Linked DNA regions of Arachis hypogaea: region 2 is linked to region 1. A link is a contact called in public Hi-C data. All regions are on one chromosome and are shown on one strand. Each heading gives the region's core, a stretch centred on a gene start, on an enhancer-like site or on the middle of the called end of the contact. The rest is flanking DNA. Distances are from core to core; before and after follow the strand shown. Region 1 overlaps LOC112790322 (calcium-transporting ATPase 8, plasma membrane-type). Region 2 holds the start of LOC112790323 (plant intracellular Ras-group-related LRR protein 1).

Region 1 (2,933 bases), core at 113-2,612:
TACTCACTCTTATTTACATTACTGCTAAATCCTTGTGATGCATTAGTGGTTGGCAATGCATGCCCAGTTCATGCACCATATATTCGTTGTCATTTTGGTAGCTTTGCTGTAGTGTGCTCATCTTATTTCAATTCTAAAAAAATGTGTTCAAAACTGCAGATCTTTAATGAGTTCAATGCACGAAAGCCAGATGAGTTTAACATATTCAGTGGAGTCACGAAAAACTACCTCTTCATGGGTATAGTGGGATTAACTGTTGTGCTTCAGGTTTGTCTTATTTTAACTTCTCGTTATTTGTCTCTCGTATGAAATATTTTCAAGGTCACCCTAAAATTGCTAGTGTTTTTCAGATCATCATCATTGAATTCCTCGGCAAGTTCACTTCAACAGTCAGGCTTAATTGGAAGCAGTGGCTGATCTCTGTCATCATTGGGTTCATAAGGTCAGTTGATCATCTGCACTAGATCCGCGAGTGTATTTTTCTCTTTGCTTGTAGTTTTGCTTCCTTAATGGATCCGTCCCTACTTATAGCTAGAAATTTCCTAAACCCTATTAGCTATATTCAAGTTATTCTAAGCAAGTGGTGAAAGGAGCTTAGCACCAGTAATATATATGACATATGACTGCAAGGCTTGCTTTATGCTCAAGTGCTAACAGGGTCTTTCCTTTGCTGATTCTCTCTTTCCACACTTTCAGTTGGCCTCTTGCTGTGGTTGGTAAATTGATACCAGTTCCAGATACTCCCATCAACAACGTATTTTCAAGATTTCGGGGTCGAAGAAAGGAACCTGAGGCCTCACAATAGCAACATATAGGTGTGCTGTTTTAAAGACGGATCGTTCTCTTATTGGACGATGTACATGCTTGGTATTTTTTTTTTAAAGAAAAAAAATAGCATACTGTTTAGCCAAACGCTTCTTTTTCTTGCCGGTCTTAGATTTGTTTTTGCCTGTTAAATTTCGATACAAACTTGGAGTTGCTTTAGAATTAGGCTCTAACAAAGTATACGGAATTTCAGCTAACCTTGGTTTTTGTTTACCGACTTTGTTGGTTTGACAAAGAATTGAGAAATTGCAGAGATTATATGAAAATATGGACTATACTTTCGATTTCATCGTTTGTCCTAATTTCTGTCGTATTAAAAACATTACATGTAGGTCATTCCATGTAGGTCATTCGTACTTGTTTTTCTTTTTTGGTTGCCCACGGTATCTTTCAACTCGACAGGTCAAGGAGTAATCCGTCGCGGATCTGAGCTCCATTTAAGGACCTGTCGCTGGTCAATGGGTTGCTGCATGCATAGGCGGGATTCTAACTCTTGACACTTGCTGAAGCGGATGAGTGAGCTGGCCACTCGACCAACCCAAGTTGGTTAGGTCATTCGTACTTGTTATTGTATGGTTCTAGTGCTTTCAGTATCTTGCATTGTTGTTGCGTTCACGAGTAAGGCCCAATTTGTGACATTATAACATGGCAAAATTATCAGTTGGTTTAATATATAAACATCATAAATTTTCACTCCAATTCCATAAGATGAAGATATGTATATACGCAAAACTTGATTCCGATCTATTGCCACAACGTATAATCATCAATTTTCTGGAACATGTTATATACAAGGAAAACAGCGCATTTTCATCTTACTTTAGAATTGTAATCCCCATTAGGAAGCAGTATGGGTTCATGTAGATATGAATTCTTTCTTATACCTGAAGAAAACTGGATTTGCTAGCATGGTTCAATGTCTTACTACTGCTGGCTTCTCACAATTTTAGTATATGGGTTCCGGTGATCAGTAGCTTCAAATATGCACAGGTGTTGCGATTTATAAGACCTTGCGAGAGTTTTTTTATATATAACTCCGATTTATAGTATCCGTTTTAACTTTTGTAAGTCAACTAAATTTCTTTTTATTTTTGATTTTGAAATTTAAAAAATTGGGGAATAGGTTTTTTTTTTTTTTTTTTTCTGTAACAGATCTATTTTTCAACTAATTGGTTCAAGTAAGTTTTCTTTTAGCTGGTTTTTCAGTGAAACCTTAACTTTTTTTGTTTTTTTTTTTTGTGTACATTGATAAATTAACAATTTAAGATACTTGAATGCAATTTGCATAAGTGGAGTATTTTAAACTGTTCTGAATATGAAAAGGCAGATATCAGCAGATGGTTCATAATGAACAAAAATATCTTGGTAGACATCCGCTTATTAAAATTAAACAATCACCATTCCATTATTGATGTTGACCCCGGTGCTTTTTTTCTCTAATTTTTTCCCCTTTGGGAGAGAGAAAGGGAGTTAAGGGAATAGTTTCAAGAGTAATTTAACAGAAGCATGAGTAAACAAAATGACTCTTCTGGGATATCTACAGAGACATGTAATCAGAGGTTGAAGCTAATGGACTTGCTCTCTTATTCGGAACAAGTATGATTTTCTTGAGGCTATTCTCATCCCAGCAACATTGGTGTAGAATAGGTCAAGAATGGAAGTCTCATAGATGACACTATTAGAACATAGAAATCAATACCTTATTAAGTTCAGAATTTTTGGAGCCAAGTAATTTTTCTTTCTTACTTTTTGACATCAAGATCTCCTAATGCAGCACAACATACATATGCAAAAATAAATGTGTGAAAGGGAGAAGATTCACAAATCAAAATATTTGACTAAGTAATTGGATTAGAGCACTGTATTTCTCAAGGGTTAAAAGTCATAAATTTGTAAATATGGAATCGAGATCTGTGTCTAGTTACTCAGTTCATTCTTCATCAAATTAATCTAGCTTATACAACAATGGAGATGCTCAATAAACATCCAATTATAGAATCCTAAAATTCAAGTAGGAATAGCAATATGTTGTCCAAATTAAGATGCACATTATCAACCATTGTTTATTATTATTATTATTATTATTATTATTATTATTATTATTATTA
Region 2 (2,933 bases), core at 139-2,638, 110 kb after region 1:
TTGTATGAAAAAAAAAGTTGGAGATAAAAATTTTTTTTACTTATACCTTAAGAACCAAAATCATACTTAACCGTAAAAGAATTTACAATAACTATGTGTTAGAGATATAACCATTAATGTTACATTCTTTCATCGGCTTAAACTTTTTGGATGAGTAATTTTATAATATAGTAGATCTTTGATAAACTTCAAAAAAAAAAAAAAAAGGCAACACTATTCACATAATTTTCTTTAACAAAATATTATTATTATTATTATTATTATTATTATTATTATTATTATTATTATTATTATTATTATTATTATTATTATTCTAAACATTTCAAGTCAAAATCTAAAAAAAGTGTTTATCTATTTTTATTATTATTTACATAAGGAAAAGGATAGATTAATAAACAAATATGTTATATACAGTTATATAATAGTAGTCGTATAGGGAGAGATAGAAGTAATTAAGAAGCTAAGAACTAAAAAACATGTGTGAGGACATATTCCTTGTCTACAATTAACGAATAAAATAGTAATTGGCATTCAAATTGGGAGTAGTGTCACCAAAAAAAAAAAAAAAATCGTAGTAGTAGTAGAGAGTTGACAAAATAAATCAAGTGGGGAAAGTTGCTTAACACAGCACGCAAACCCTAATTACCATTTCATACGGTTCATGTACTTCCATACTACGTCACTACGCTCTCATTTCTAATAATTTCTTCTCCATTCCGTCCCATCCGTACGTCCTTTTTTTCATTCACCTTAGTCTTTCACGTCCACCCCCGCCCTTGTTTTTATAACAACAATATCATATGACCGCCAATTTTATTTTTTAATATTTGATTAATAAATATATTTTTATACTAATTTTTAAATTTAAAATTTAAATTCTAAATCTTGATTAATATTAATAAAAAAGGATTAGTCGTCTTTAGTATTTTTCTTTTTATAATATATTATAAAAAATAACTAGAAGTTCCAATTCATTCTCTTAGTTATCTTTTTAATTTTAAATAAAAAATTTTAAATTTTTTATTATTTTGATGTTTTTAAAAAAAATATATATTTGTATATTTTTTATTCTTTTAAATATTATAAAAAATCATTAAAAAGATGAATTAGAACTCAGTCAATAGTCTTATTCATAAATAGATGGAATAATTATTATATTTGTAAACCATAGCTAAGACTTAACATATTAAAATTAAAACATGATAATATAAATAAAAATTGATAGAATATACAAAACTTTTAATGTACATTATTTTAATGAACATTAGAAAATAATAGTTTTATTTTCTGTTTTAAAATAATAACTGTTTTGGAGTTTAGTATATATATTGATAATCCAAGATATTTTCAAGAAAATGATATTTAAATATATAAAAAAATGAAAGGCTATCATCATCAATTGAATTGCAAACTTTAATGTAATAGGATAAACTTTTTTTTTTGTTAAAATAACATTTCCCCTATTTATATATGGAAGCACACACTACTGTCTCATTATCATCATCAATTCATCTCCAACAGCTCCCCTTCCTTCTCTCTCTTCTCTCTCTCTCTCTCAAAATCTTTGCAATCAAACTCCGTGTTTTTCAGGGTGGGTTGTGTATTGCATAGTAAATTGAAATTTCTAAGTATGATGTACGAACACACACATAATCATCTGGTTCATCATCAGCAACCAGTAACGATGACTATGGATACCATGAAGATGGATATGATAAGAAGGAATAAGAGGGAGAGGAACAAAGAATCCAACAACAACAACAACAACAGCAACAACAACAAAGACAACAAGCTTCGCACCGTTGACTTGAGCTGCATGTCGTTGGAGTCTCTCCCTATTCCTTCTCTTGATTTAGCTACCATTTCCAAGTTGGACCTTTCCAACAACAATCTCCAGGTTCGTATTTAGAAATTTATTGCAATACAAAATATTCTTTTCTTGAAAGATTACCTTTTTTTTTTCTTTTTACTTTTTTATTCATTAAAAATAATATATTTAGACAAAAATTAATAAATTCATAAAATATAAAGTAAAGTTAATTTGAGAAAGAGAGATATATATACCATGGAAGATTCTTTTTATTTATGAATTATTTCTTATTATGTGTATAGAATATTCCGGAGTCGTTAACGGCGAGACTACTGAACTTGACGGTGTTGGACGTGCACTCGAACCAGCTAAGGTCCCTCCCAAATTCAATTGGTTGCCTCTCTAAGCTTAAGATTTTGAATGTCTCTGCCAACTTCATCCAATCCCTTCCTCAAACTATTGAAAATTGCAGGTAACTATATATATTATATATCTAATTTTAGATATAACTTAAAGTAATTAAATAATAATAATAATAACAATAAAAACATTAGGATGAACATTGCACGCATACATCATTATCAACTTATCAATTTATTAGCTACATATATACTACCCTTTTTAAATTAAATCACTTGATATAGTTGCTTCCTTTTAATGTATAGATAATACACCAAATGTTTCGCTGCTAATAATTAATTTTAGCGGCGGTGTTTTTCTCTTTTGTTATATGTAACAGTATAAAAAAAATTATACTATTACATTGTGCTTTATATAATTAATTTTATGTGATATAGTCTTCAGCATATTAATTAGAAGAAGAATTTTCTACGCACTGTTTAATAATTGATGGATAAAATTTGAATGAAAAAGTATAGATAAATAATTTTTAATCAGTCAACTTTAAATAATTATAATTAATATTTATCAATTTTATACATTTTAAAACATAAAATTTAAATAATTACTAATTAATAATAATTTAAAAAATTAAAATTGTTAATTAATGATAAGTTGACTGGTTAAGTATTAGGTGATTATAATTAATAATGTGTCTTCTACCTATATACGTCGATACGCATGTATCTACCTCAAACTTGTCGTTTGTTATTCTTATTCCTTA

Evidence for each region. A called contact is a pair of places that touch in the nucleus more often than the background predicts.
Region 2: a Hi-C map of an unstated tissue shows a contact between it and region 1, with 7 times the contacts expected there. The contact joins the promoter of LOC112790323 here to the enhancer-like site in region 1. A contact is called at or near these places in 2 of 8 Hi-C or Micro-C datasets (leaf and an unstated tissue).

What each region holds. Positions count from the first base shown.
Region 1 is chr3:38,694,814-38,697,746 of arahy.Tifrunner.gnm2.J5K5, forward strand. It overlaps LOC112790322 (calcium-transporting ATPase 8, plasma membrane-type), which reads left to right. Exons shown (of 37, transcript XM_072232862.1): 34 at 160-267; 35 at 351-442; 36 at 697-815; 37 at 1,228-1,524. The coding sequence ends at 805. Among protein-coding and RNA genes, the nearest start is that of LOC140183446, 29 kb to the left of the region's middle. Within about 2 kb of position 1,363, at least 1 of the 3 cell types and tissues checked has open chromatin away from gene starts, as enhancers often do.
Region 2 is chr3:38,807,005-38,809,937 of arahy.Tifrunner.gnm2.J5K5, forward strand. It overlaps LOC112790323 (plant intracellular Ras-group-related LRR protein 1), which reads left to right and starts at 1,389. Exons shown (of 3, transcript XM_025832658.2): 1 at 1,389-1,897; 2 at 2,113-2,282. The coding sequence starts at 1,631.